Linked DNA regions of Zea mays: region 1 is linked to region 2. A link is a contact called in public Hi-C data. All regions are on one chromosome and are shown on one strand. The core of a region is the stretch at or near the end of the contact, and the rest is flanking DNA. Distances in the headings are between cores, read along the strand shown.

Region 1 (6,921 bases), core at 3,528-6,027, 260 kb after region 2:
GTAGGAAGTTAGTCAGCTGACGGTGCTGACAGCGTGAAGCTACTAACTTCCGAGAACCTACTAACTTCCGAGAGGCTTCTTTGGCTGTAGGAAGTTAGCTAACTTTCTAGAGGGCTCTAGAAAATTAAGCTAACTTTTGACAAAAAATTTTCGAGAGCCAAACTTCCGACGGGGTGGCTTAACTTCCGAGAGTTTAGCTAACTTCGTAAAGTTTAGGGTTAACTTCCTAGGGTTTAGGCTCTAGTAAGTTCACTATTTTGGTGTAGTGCATTGTTGAAAACCCTTGAGGTCCGCGTTTCCACACAGCTAGGCATGTGTAAGCGTAGTGGCCCACATGTCAGGATTTGGCTTACCTCCTTGCTCCTTTGTGTCTTCGTCGAGATGCGTAATCACGACCGGCTCACCTCCTCTTCTACTGTCGGCTACCACATGATCGTCGTAGCCACCGTCAGCTATACCAAGCTTCACCGAGATCCTCACAAAATTCATCGGCCCCTGCATGAGCTTCGATAGGTCCCATGTGAGATCTGTCGAGCACCATGTGAATGTCGTCGACCATCAAACAAGCTCAATCGAGCACTGCTATGCCCCATGTGCGCGCAACCATGACCTTGTTCATCCTCGGCTCCACCACCATTGCGCGAAGACGAGGATGCAACATCGTGAGGACAGAGAGGAGTTTGAGGTTCTTCTCCACGCCGGCCATGGTTCTAGCCCCACCACAAACCACATTAACGTTGGGCGCAATCCCTAGCTCCACCCTCGTCGGCCATGGATGCAAGCTCGACGCTGCTATATATGATGCTCACGTAGTGTTTGATAGATTGTGTGAGAGGTAAATCTACCATGGCAAAGATGCGATTATTCTATGCAAGCCAAGTTGGACAATGAAAGACACATTTATAATGCAGGCTCCGACAAACTATGCAACCAAACAATTGCATCTTGTATAGCACTAGCCAGGCTTCGACTGTCCTGGCTTATAAAACTAGCCAGGTTAGGATAGGCCAGGTGACCAAACACACCCTTGTTCTTTTTATGGCGCTAAAAACTTCAAAATTCTTTTGTGACACTGTTTAAAATTTTCTACTATATAAAACACTAGTTTTCACGGTTCCACGGTTTCCACCATCGACGTTCTTTCTCGCATTTAAATAGTAAAAAACTAAAATTATGTACAAATGGTATTTTGAACCATGTTTGTTCCACTAACACATATGACGCAACACACATTAAAACAAACGCACCCAATACACGCACGTCTAGATTATTGCTAACACATAGCCAACAAACAATTAGCTTTTGCTCCCAAGATTTCATCATTCATTCAGCAGTGTACAACGCTCTTGCCATTTCTTTCATCAGGGACTAGGATTTTTTCCTTAGGGCCTTGGACTTCACCATCGACTCAAAACCATATGGTGACCATCAACGTCAACAACACACGATGTTGAGCCGGTGAGTTAGAGTTGGGGTAGTTTTTAATGGACAGTGGGATTTTCTAGAGGCACCCCCTCTAAAAAACTTGTCTTTGTTAAAGCCTATATTTACAGAGGTGGTAAATATTAGACTATCTCCATAAATTCTCTCATCACCTCCGAAAATTATTTTTCTAGTAGTGGGTGATGTCAACCTTCTATGAATCACAATAACTTATGAAAGAAGTACTTTCAAACTATACAACCAAATCAATAGACTAAAGCCTGAAAGAAAAAAAAACTTTATTACAACAGAACAATATTTTACAAGACCATACACACTTTTCTATTAGGGTTAGTTAGAAAACTTAAATTATTTGGGATCCCTAGGATGAGCAATCCTAGGGTATCATTTGACTAAGATATTTAGTTATTTATGGGAGGTTTTCCCTCTCTAGCTAGTTTTATATTCCTTTGCTTCCAAACTAACCCTTATAGTGTCTAAATTAGCACCCACACCTTTGTCTCTATATTGGACTGATGTGGTAGCTGTGAGACATCATGCATGGTAACCTTTCCATGTGTCATATTTGTGGGGACTTATACACAGCTCTTACTTGTGTTGCATATTTCAATATTACATTTTTTTCAAAAAATATAGTGCTATCGTACATTATTATTACATTGGTAGATATGGATCATTGTGGTGGCGACCTTGGACCGTTGCAGATCAAAGGCAGATGTGTCTTTTCCACCATAGATTCAAGATGGATGCCACACCTACCTCTAACCTTGTCCTCGGCAGTAGTGATGGCAAGATCCATCCCTGCACGTTGTCTCACATGTATGTCCATGGAGCAAAGCTTCAAAGTATCAACATCCTTGCATAGTCCTCAAGGACAAGAAGCCTTTGTTCCTTGTTGTATGAGTACATGACACTGATCATTCGCGCGGCGTTCAAGCAGACGTGTGTGAAGCTAGAGGAGAAGGTCCTCTTGCATAAGCACTCCCTATTGAGCTCCTCCCACTCCCTTGCGATCAAGCTACGCATATGTGCTTCCGCATCGCTACGGCTGCATCTAGGGTTCTCCATGAGGTAGAAATCCCTATAGGAACCATCGAATCCTTCCTGAGCTTCATCCTGCAAGTCCATGCATGCATGAACAGAAGTGCTAGCTAAAGCTAGGTTTGCTGCTAAATATTATTACAGGCAGACTTGGAAATTTTGATGTGCAAATTAAAGGTGGAAAAAATTGACAAGTAGTACTGTATGCTCAACTAACCTCTGCACTGCCCATGTCATCCCAAAGCCGGAGGATCTTGGCTGGGCAAGAGATGACAGAGGGCATGTGGTCAACGAGAGCTTGGGTACTTTGATCATCGTCACACCCTAGCATGATGAATATGTGTACAAATGTGAGCGGCACTCCTGATGTGACAACACCATTCGTCAGGTAATCCTCTGCAGTAGGAACCTTATCAGTTGCTAGCCATCTTGCCTCGACCATAAATCCATCAAACAACGCTGCCCACTGCAGAGAAAATATGGTGGAAATAAATTCTAGGAATTGTTCACCGTACGTGTGGTTTCATGCAAATCAAATTGAAGAAGTGTATTCAAGATAAAAGTTTTTAGCTAGTAGCGCACATCATACTGCTTTTCTAAGATGATTAACATGGTTCAATCCATGCTCCTTTTCGGCCGTATCCGCTATCTCATTTGTGACGGTGTAAAGAGCCTTGTAGCATGATCTCATGTAGCTAGGGAGTGACTCTGCAGCCGTGCTGTTCCACCTGCCAATCAATTGCATGCAATTTTAGAGACCATCATTATTGTTTTACATTAACTATTATATATATATATATATATATATATATATATATATATATATATATATATATATATATATATTAATTGAAGCTTACATTTTGACTGCCTCTGCAAAGAGGGAGAGCTCATCTAGTGTGGCAACAAGGTCAAATATGTCGTCGACGACATAGACGAGCGCGATGATCTTGGTGATCTGAACCCGGTGTCTGGAGAAGGAACGTCCTTGGAGCGCTGTCATGGACCACATGTACCATTTCAGCACCTGGTCCCTCACCACAGGTATTTCTTGAACCAATCCTAGCTCCATCCACCATCTGCGCATCAAACAACAACATTATAATTATATATAGCTAGCACACAAGATCGATGAGCTAGCAGCACTGAGTTTGCGTACCTTTTAATGGCCTGCATTTCTTTCTGATGCAGCGATCTGTTGAGCTGGAACTCTGCAGCCACTAGTCTCTCGAGCGCGGTGTCTCTGACGGGCAGGCTCTGGAGGTAGGCGAGGTGGTGCCGAGCCTTGTACTGCGTGAGGCTCAGGTGGTAGGGGTGGTCAAGCGACTGTCTCACGTACTCGCCAAGGCTTGGCTCCAGGTACCTGACGGCAGAAGCGAGGTGGTGGCGCGAGAACACTCTTGCCTTGCAGAGCAACTCCTCCCCTCCCATGTCCAGGTGAGACATGTCGTGCAGGCTCAGCAGCCCTCTGATGTCCTTGCTGAGATCGAGCCTGAACTCGCCGCCGCTGTCGTCGTCGTCAGTGAACCTCCGTAAAACATCATCTGCTGGTATGTGCAGTGCCGTGCAGCCATGCATGTTCAGTCGTCGTCGATCGACCGTAGACATCATCATGCATGGATGGATTTGTGTTTAATAATTAGTGTGTTGGATCGATGACCTGCTGAAACGCCATGGCCGGCCTCTCTGAGGAGCCTGAAGGCAAGCGTCGCGTCGAAGAGATCGTCGCTGTGGATGAGACCCATGCAGCAGGCACCCATGGCGCGCTCGATCTCTTCCTGGAAGTAGTGGTCGATGCAGAGGCGCTTGAGGTTGTCGACGGTGACCATCATGTCCCTGCTGCTGCAGCCACTCTTCTGACGTTGACGGAGAACATTTCGTACGTCCGTCAGGCCCTCCTGCACGCAGTAGGTCCGTCATATATAGGTGCATGTTCCAGCCACGCATGTTACGTGCGACTACTGTGAAGAAAAAAAAAAATCGAAGTAGAGACTAGAGAGGTACCCGGAGGTCGAAGTCGTCATTGCGGAGCAGCGGCAGCGTGTTGGCCGCCGCCGAAGAGCGGGTGACGATGGAATCGCCACGGTGGCGGCCTCCTCGCCGGCTGTTGTTTCCATCTGCCGCCGGCGAAGCCAGAGTGGAGAAGGAGAAGATGCATCGTTCAGACATGCTGGTTCCGATCCTCCTAGCAGGAGCAAGAATGCATGTGAGTGATATGCATCGGGGCGTCCGCAGGCCCTCCAAATTTATGTGGTGTGGTGTTGCAAGCATGCAGCTTCTCAACAGCCAGCATATGAACCTGCAGCAGACAGTATCATGTGTCGCTATTACTCACTCAAGCACAAGACCAATCTGGACCTCTCGTTTAATACTAACCTTTGACTGACCACGTGGGATTTTTTTTTCCTGCCAAATATATATGCAGCCACAACAACAACAAATTCAGATGATTTAATAAAACTATGGAAACTTATATTTCTGGTAAATTTTAATATTATAATAAATGGTATATATATGAAGGTTAAGTTTAATTAACTTTGATATTCCCAAACATATTAACTTTGAGTACCTTAGTTTATTCAGAGTATTTATGAGTTTTATATATTTATTTAGATTTATTTATAGTCTATGACCGCCAAATTACATGACTACTGCTGCACACACAACAGCCAAATTAAATGGTCAAGTTCAGGTTGTCCTCTTTTGGCTTGATTATTGCTCCAAACCACACAATGGCGAGCGCCATGTGATTCACGAGCTGCTTGGCTTGTTACGTACCCACACCGTACGTCCATACTACATAGATAGATAGCTCAGTCCAACCTACTCTTGGTTTTAATTTCTAAAGACACCAGACTAAGCGCTTGTTCTTAGACTATTGCTGGGATTCCAACTCCGGCGAGCACCACCATGTGATTCACGGGCCAGCTAAAAAAAACGGTTAAAATTAGCCTATCTAAACAGGATCGTAGCTAATTTATATCCAGCAATTCAACAACGTGCTGGTTCGATGATTGTTGTACTCCTTGAGGCAAGAAAGCGGAATAGCAGGCAGCGTCTGGTGTGCCCACGAAACTCTTGGGTCTTCTGCTCTGGTCCTAGGCCATAACTCGCGGTATATCTCTACTATACTACTATATTTAAGTAAGAATAGTAAGAATTTCTCGAATTTCATCTCAAAAACCTTTTTGGGAAACATAAGATATGACATATAGCATGTCTTATATATCTCCCTCAAAAACCCTGACGAGAAAATAGGAGATATGTCGTGTTTTTGTATTGATAGTCTCGTTAAAAACCTTTTTATAAGAAACCTTTGCGAGTGAAAAAAAAACTCATACAAAGAAAAGAGTACAATATAATGTTTGAACAGTTTATTGTTTATGAGGAGGACTCCCTCTAAACCTTGCAACTCACCGTCATTGTATACCAATTCCATAGGTGTGGTGTAGATATAGACTTATTGAGCAGATCTACGAAGTTATCGCGAGATTTAGTTTTGCAAGATGTTTATATCCAGCTGTTACTATTCTACAGACACTAGCATACAACACTACAAAGCAAAAAATGGTGGGTTAGTTGAGGCAATAACCCTTTGCATTACTGGGTCTCTGAAATAGGCACAATAGTTGGTGGTTTGTGACTATTATCCTTAAAATGTTGGTTGATCTGTCAAATTTACTCTATTATAATTTTATAAAGGATCCCTGTGCACAATTCTACTAGAGAAATACCAGAACACCAGCTGATAACACCATCATATATAGGATGTATTCTGTTGCAGAGTACACATCACAATCGCTACTGCTGCAACTAACATTACAACGAACCAAAATTGAAGGACAGTAGAAAATAAAACTTTGTTGGACTAGCACAGAAGACAAAAGCATCAAGATAGTAGTAATGCAGTATATCTGAAAGATTATGTGAAACATGTGAAATGGAACCTTTTACAGAGAAAAAAGGTCCATAGAAGACCGAAATACAAATAAAAAAAACGCTCCTTACGGAGTGCAGAAATAAACATAAAGAAACAAATCCATGAGAAAGAGGAGTCTTTAGACGACCAGCAAGGGAGCTCCTAAATAGGAGAGACCCTTGACTCCTGCTAGCTCTCAAAGGCTTCTCTCATCATCAGTCTGCTTCAGAGTGCTTCAGGGTTCGAGAAAGGCTGGGGTCTCTCCATCAAACACATATCTATTGTAGTGGTTCCAAATCTTCCAGGCTCCCAAAATGACGAGAGAATCCAGCTTTCTTGACCATTCCCTGCACTGTCTCTGCAGCCCTCTTCCACCACTCCAAGAAGGACGGAACATACACCCTGTAATACTGAAGAAGTAATGGAGGTAGCCAAACGACGCTGGCTTGGTCCTCCAAGCTTTGGGGGTAAATCCTGTTCGTCCACATCTCAAAACCAGAATACGGGGCAAGACAGTT
Region 2 (6,775 bases), core at 2,490-4,989:
GAAATAAGTAAAAATAAACTTAGTACGATTACATCATGTCTAACTTATGGAACAGAGATAACAGGGATACTTTCTTTTGCTCAAACACGGGAAATACCTTCTAAGCGAGTTACCTAATCGCCGCGACTTCGTCAGTCACACACACACACACACCAGATAATCACAAGGCAGGAAGGAGGAAAATGAAACAAACATATCGCTCAATGCCTCGACAAAGAGATGAGAACTCGCTGCAGCCGAGCCGCCAGTAAACCTAGAGGGGGTGGGGACCATTCATGCTGTTCCACTGAAGCAAGACGCGACGATGATAAAGCCATGGCACCTTCGCCCTTGTTTCTTCATCTACCGATGATTAGATCACAAAATGGAGCACGCCCCCCTCTGCACCTTTTTCTTCTTCTTCGCCTTAGGCGGCTGCAGCACAACCTTTATCGCCGCATCGAAGACGCCCTTCACGTTCTGAAATTCGGGTGGGGAGAAAAAGTAAATCCAGTTATTAGTACCTCCACATAATATTGTGCATGTTTAGCAAATGATTGAGCAGATGGCAATACTAGTTGGGTCTTCGAGCTGCATTCGATGTAGTATGGAGCGCCTATTTGCTTTCTTAGCTCCTCTCCCTATAGATAACCATGTGTTAGACAACAGTAACTCGACACGAGGCAAATCAGGACAAACTTGACTACCATCTCAAAGCATTTATGTAATACTCGTAGAGCAAACAGGGCAGTAAACCACCTGTAACCATACCTGAGCAGTAGTGATAGGGACAGCACCAGGATGGTCCACAAAGAACTGCTTGTCGTCTCGAAGATCTGCCAATGAAATGTGCATTGTGAAAATATAAGGATGTGCAGCTTGCAACCTGAGGCTTTATGCTACCCGTGGGTTCACGCACATGTTGTGCCACTAGTTAAATATAATAAGCATTGTAAGAACATAGAAGGAGCAAAATCAGTGAACCCAACAGGAAAAATAGCAAACTGAGGGACGGCATTACCTGTTGCATTGGTTGTCAATAACAGGAAGTACAGTCAATTCAAACAGGTATATTTATAATATTTTGTAAACCAGGTAGGATCCCTGCTTTTATATTTGTTCAGAAAAAAGGTTTTACAGAGTACTGAGCTTACCAGTTCACCAAATGCACAAATGCAAATTCAGGCAACAACACGAGCGACAACTACTCTATCCATGCTTATATCGTGTACAGATTTTTGTCATCATGTGATATTATAACATCATTGCCAAATTCATGCACTATTATGATAAAAACAACTGCCAAATGTGATCCTATCTAACCGAAAGTCCAATCAATTGATCTATCAGAAACTAGCATAATCAATTTTGCAAGCACCGAAGGTTGGATTTCAAAAAGAAGGACCGAATCATTCTTACCAAGCTTTGTCCCTACGAGAATAATTGGCACACCAGGTGCATAATGCTTCAGTTCAGGTATCCACTGAAAATAGAAGGGGTTCAGAGTCAGCAAACAAAAAGTTTGGGAGCCATCTATATTAATCCTATTCAAAAATGGATTTTGGAGAACTGTTTCAGTACACATTTAGTAATTTGTTTCACTGAGAAAAAAGTAATCACTCTGAATATGGTCAAGCCAGAAGCAATGAATTTTATCATATAATCAGCTAAATGAAGACTGTAAGGTAAATGAGCTAAAAACAAGCATTTCCAGAGGACGCTGGACTAAAGAAAACACAAAGCCAAATAATAGAAAATAAGAATCAGAGCCTTGCCTTCTTCGAAACATTCTCATAGCTGGCCTTACTGATCAGTGAGAAAGCCAGAAGAAAAACATCAGCTCCACGATAGCTCAGTGGTCTCAGTCTGTTGTAATCCTCTTGACCTGCGGCAGTTGCAAAGATGAAGTTCAACCATTTTGATAAACAAGGAAAAAGGATATGCACAAAGGGGGGAAAAGCATCAAAGTAACAAAATAGGATAGCTGGTCACCTGCAGTGTCCCAGAGGCCGAGGTTGACAGTATTACCATCAACCACAACGTTGGCACTGAAGTTATCAAACACTGTCGGAACATAGTCCTGGCAAAAGAGCAATGGCGACAACAGTAAGTGTACTGCATGTATCACTAAAAGTGCAACTAATTCATAAACCAGAAAAATAGGCAAAGGACAGTGGGAGAGGACAAGAGGGTATGAATGAAGGCACATCGCACGCCACTGTAAATTCAAAGAAACTAAAAAGTTTGTCTGAATGTCTGAGGATAACCCTACAAAATAATACACTAGACCCTCCACAAGCATGGGGGGCGGCGGTCCACAGTGGTCCTCCGGATATACTAGCCCATGGTCACGCTAATACTCAGGGCTCCAAGCTAACCTACTGCAAGGCACGGCTGAAAATCAAAATCACATCTTTCGAGAGAGAAAATCCAATGCAATGGGTATAGACACATAGTACTCTGATACATAGTCAAAAAAAAATTCTTGAAAGAGATGTTTTCTATTGGAAAATGAGAGGGCATGCGTAAAAAAATCCAGTGATATGGATATACCACACTGGTACAGGGCCAAAAAAAAAGTTATTTCAAAGAGATATTTCGTATTGGAAAAGGTGGAGGGGGCACGCGTGAAAAGCTAGCGACACTCTTGGTGCAACAACCAGTGTGGAATTGCGTAAAGTGAGGCAATGGCAATCCATTTCACCAACCATACGGAAGGCGTGACTTCCAGGGCGAGGGTACAGGGCAGGCAGGCGGGCAGGCAGGGTAAACTTAAAAAGAGGTCGAGAAAGTGATCTCGGTCTGGTTGATGAAACGGATCGAGGCGGGGTGCAGCAGGGAAAGGGAAAGCGAGCAGATTTGCAAGGGAATCTACATTTCCCCAGGTTTCTTAGAAACTGTAACGGTAATTTCTACACGAGCGAGGCAATTCCTGCAAACCCAGCGCGCTGAAGAGGCCGTTTTGGGTCTGATTTGAGAACAGCGCAGGAGAAGATGAGATCCCCTTTCGGTTTCCTCCAAAACCAACGGGCAGCTGGCGTGGTACTGGTACGCGACCGACCGAACCCTAATAATAATTACAAAAACGAAAAGTTGGCACAGCCGCATTGTCGTGACCGGGGCGGAATTGACGAGCGCGGGGCGAATCGGGGGGAATTCCCACCGAATCCAACGCCCCAGATCGATCAAGAACGCCGTCGCAATTCAAAATCCCGGACCGGGACCCCCCAAAAAAAAATGAAACCTCTCCAGCGGAGCAACAATGAGGAGGAAGGAGCGTACGGTGGGGAAGGTGTTGGAGGTGTAGGAGATGAGCATGCAGGTCTTGCCGACGGCGCCGTCCCCGACCGTGACGCACTTTATGAACCTGGACGCGCTCATCCTCTTCCGCCCTCCCTCTCGCTACGGGGGTGGCTGGGGGGAGAGAGAGGCCTCCTAGGTGGTCTTGCTCGTACCTCCTGCTGGTCGTCTGAAGAAGATAGGCGGTGGAGGAAAGGGGGGCGAGCGTCTGGTTTGAGGGAGGAAGAAGGGGGAGAGGAAGCCGGGTGGCGGGTGGTTAAGATCGGGAGGGAGGGGAGCCGCGGACAAATGGAGGGAGGCGCGGGCGAGGCGGGAGAGGGTTGCGGAGGCGGAGGGAGGGAAGCGGTCTCCGCGCCGGGACGGTGGGTGCTAGTGGTGGTGGGGAGGGGAGGGTAGAGTGGGTGGTGGTGGCCCGGCGCGGTGGTGGGTGGGGAGGGAAGGAAGGAGAGAGAGAGAGAGAGGGGTGGCCACGGTGTGCGCGCGCATCATTTCCTTCTTTATTATTGCACTGCCTCTGCCTGCCAAACTTGCCCCCGTGTATTATTAGGTTATCATCAAGCCTAATCCACCGCATATTTAAAACTCTAAAGTAAGGGCATGCTTGTTTTCTCGCAGAATTATAGTATAATCCAGTTTATTTTATAAAGATTATATAATCCAGCCTACTATAGATGTTTGTTTAAATAAAAAATTAGTGGGTAAAATGTTAGACAATAATCTATAATAAGCATCTATAAAAAGCTTTATAAACTCGTGTTTACCAAGTTGCTAAATAGTTATTGGAATTAGAAAAGCAGTTTAATCTCTGATAGTTCATGATATTTACAGAGTAATTAAATTTTGAATCTAGTTTTAGTAGGCCTGCTCCCTTCGGATCTGGCTGACAATAGGGTCGAGAGCATATAAATGTCGAGGGTGAAGAACAAGGCCGGTAGTGCATGACATGTGGGGGAGCGATGGTTCGGCGGCGCGGCCTATGGGGTGGCAGTGGACTGACGATGGAAAATAAGCTTTGTGTCATACCTAGTGCTGTGCGGGAAATGGAAAAAAAAGAGTGCGTCGAATTTAGCTACTATGAGATCGACGTTAACTGTGTTTAGAAAGTTTTTATCCGATTGCCAAACTTGAAAAGTAAATTGGATTGGATAGGGAGTAATTAAATTTAGCAAGCTTATTAATTTAGAGAACTATTGGAGACGTGTTTTTTTTGTTCACTTCTAAATTTTAAAATTTAGAAGTTGTTTAGAGAACTATTGTAGTCCACACTCTAGTAGGATTAGTGTTGTTACTGTTGTCACGCTATCTCAGTTTTTTTTCTTGTTGATTTATCAATATTATATTCACCGGTTGCGATGAGATTGTTCACGCTCTACTCTAGGAATATCATAATATCGCAGTGCCGATACTTTCGTACGTCAGGCTAAATAACGCATGCTTCCAAGTGACGTTTATTCAGCAACGGAAAAGCCAATGTGGCAGTACCATTTCCCAAAAAAATGTTGCTTTGCTTAACTGCTATCAACTGCCCTCCTACTGTCTCTCGTCCTCTTGATCATGTCTGCTCCCTAATCATCACGCCATTTCTCCTTCCATACGCGTCTTCCAGTGTATATATATTTTTATCTTAACGTGCCTTTCATTTGGGGTCACTACTCACTAGCACTTTTAAGAGTGCATTCTCGCTTCTATTTTCTAATGAACGCCAGTCTAGCACTTTTAAGAGTGCATCTCGCTTATATTTTCTAATGAACGCGACAGTGTGTGTTTGGTTGGATATACATGAAAGAGTATAAGGGAACGACTATAATTTCTATAGTGTTTAGATGAGATTCACATAGGAACAAGTTAAATACCGAAGTAGTTTTTAATAGCGACGTAATCCAAAAAAATCGAAGAGACAGTGTCACACCCGTCTCATCACACTTTAACCTCAAACCAAACACATACTCGCTCAACCAACTGCTACTGCGTTTAGGTGGCCACCAAATACACCAGCATGCGTGTGCAGTGCAGTGTACCACACACACAAAAAAAAAAACGGGGGCAGACAGACAGACAGACAGCTAATGAAATCGGGGATCCAACTGGACAGATCAGGCATTATCCCACGTCGACAACGGCACCCACCAGTCACAGCCACAGTCACTCACAACACAGGTACCCTGATCATGGCATGGAGACAAGTTTCTGCTGATCCGGTCGGATGCGTGCGGCAGAATTCATCCAAGATTTACTGGCACCTCAGATTCACCTGGTGCCATATTTTTATCAAGCACAATACCCTAACAAAGTGTCAAGCTGGGATTTCCCATCTCATCTGCGTCAAAATTTATTTAATTATTTATTTATTTTTTCCCTACGACCCCTGCACTAGTCTGGCTTGGCTGGCAGGGCCAACGCCTTCGCTTCTCTCTGCTGGACGGACGGTGGGTGCGGCGGCTACTTGAATCCGTGGATCCGTCTAGCCGACTCGAGCGTGTTCGACAGAAGCATCGCGATCGTCATCGGCCCGACGCCGCCTGGGACCGGCGTGATGGCTCCGGCGACCTTGGAGGCTTCCTCGTAGCAGACGTCCCCGACGAGCCTGTACCCGCGGGGGCTCTCTGGGTCCTGCGTCATCATTCCAAATCACACTGGTAAGCAAATCAAATCGCCAAGGGAGTTGCATGGAGACACAATCACACAAGGAGCTAGGAGAAAAGAGACGGTGCTTGCTACTATGATATGCAGAACACAGCTCGGATGTGACAGCATGCAGAACCAGGCTCATGGAACATGAGAGCCATGTTTAAGAGTATTGTCTGATTGATCATCACTTGCTGCACAAGCGTATAATGAAAACTGGGCAAAACTTCGCCTGGAACACTCTAACATGGGGCTCATAAATTTAAGAAGCCGGTTTCAGTATTAATAAATGGATTCTCACTGGGGATTGGGGAGGGGACCATGGTCCTGGTCGATTAAAGTTCTGTGAATCTCAGGTCCTGAACCAGACAAAGTAATAAAAAAACCCAAGGTGCCATGTGCGACAAACAAATAACTTCCTAATAACCTGTGCAGGAACACACCAGTATCCCTGTAGGTCACACTCACACTAACATACTGAAATTCAAAGAGACCATCTACCATTGGGACATTTGCATTTGAAGGTCGCATTCAGCATTAAATGAACAGGACTGAACAAAAACGAAGGTGTTAAGAACAAGAATTAGGCATTTTGATTTCAACAAAGTTATGTCAGGCCACAGAAGAAACCCAAAAAGAGCCACACGGATCCAAAAAAGGGGGCATAGAAATAACATAAAATAGCAATATAGCACTACAGGGTAGTGGTTATTTAAGAAGGATGCCGGGAAGAAGAAAAAAAAGTGAGTCTTACATCAACTGGATTGATGCCAACATCAATAATAGTAGCTCCAGGCTTTATCCAATCCCCTCTGACCAAGTTGGCGACTCCAACAGCTGCGATGACTATATCTGCCTGTCTCGTTATTTG

What was found. Hi-C and Micro-C count contacts between places; a contact is called where the count stands out from the background.
Region 1: a contact with region 2 is called in a Hi-C map of ear, with 2.4 times the contacts expected there. The contact joins the promoter of LOC103654934 here to the promoter of LOC542618 in region 2. A contact is called at or near these places in 3 of 25 Hi-C or Micro-C datasets (bundle sheath, ear and tassel).

The regions. Positions count from the first base shown.
Region 1 is chr4:246,939,982-246,946,902 of Zm-B73-REFERENCE-NAM-5.0, forward strand. It overlaps LOC103654934 (terpene synthase 2, chloroplastic-like), which reads right to left and starts at 4,778. Exons shown (of 7, transcript XM_008681740.2): 1 at 4,489-4,778; 2 at 4,145-4,382; 3 at 3,644-4,031; 4 at 3,345-3,563; 5 at 3,074-3,212; 6 at 2,702-2,950; 7 at 2,012-2,559. The coding sequence starts at 4,755. The coding sequence ends at 2,284. It overlaps LOC100192883 (RAD1 DNA repair protein homolog), which reads right to left. Exons shown (of 14, transcript XM_035967571.1): 14 at 6,326-6,921.
Region 2 is chr4:246,681,333-246,688,107 of Zm-B73-REFERENCE-NAM-5.0, forward strand. LOC542618 (Rho-related protein from plants 2) reads right to left here and starts at 3,740. Exons shown (of 7, transcript NM_001112145.2): 1 at 3,262-3,740; 2 at 1,972-2,059; 3 at 1,755-1,864; 4 at 1,399-1,462; 5 at 751-815; 6 at 555-620; 7 at 1-459. The coding sequence starts at 3,360. The coding sequence ends at 358. It overlaps LOC542656 (bifunctional protein FolD 4, chloroplastic), which reads right to left. Exons shown (of 5, transcript NM_001308477.1): 4 at 6,659-6,775; 5 at 5,166-5,889. The coding sequence ends at 5,719.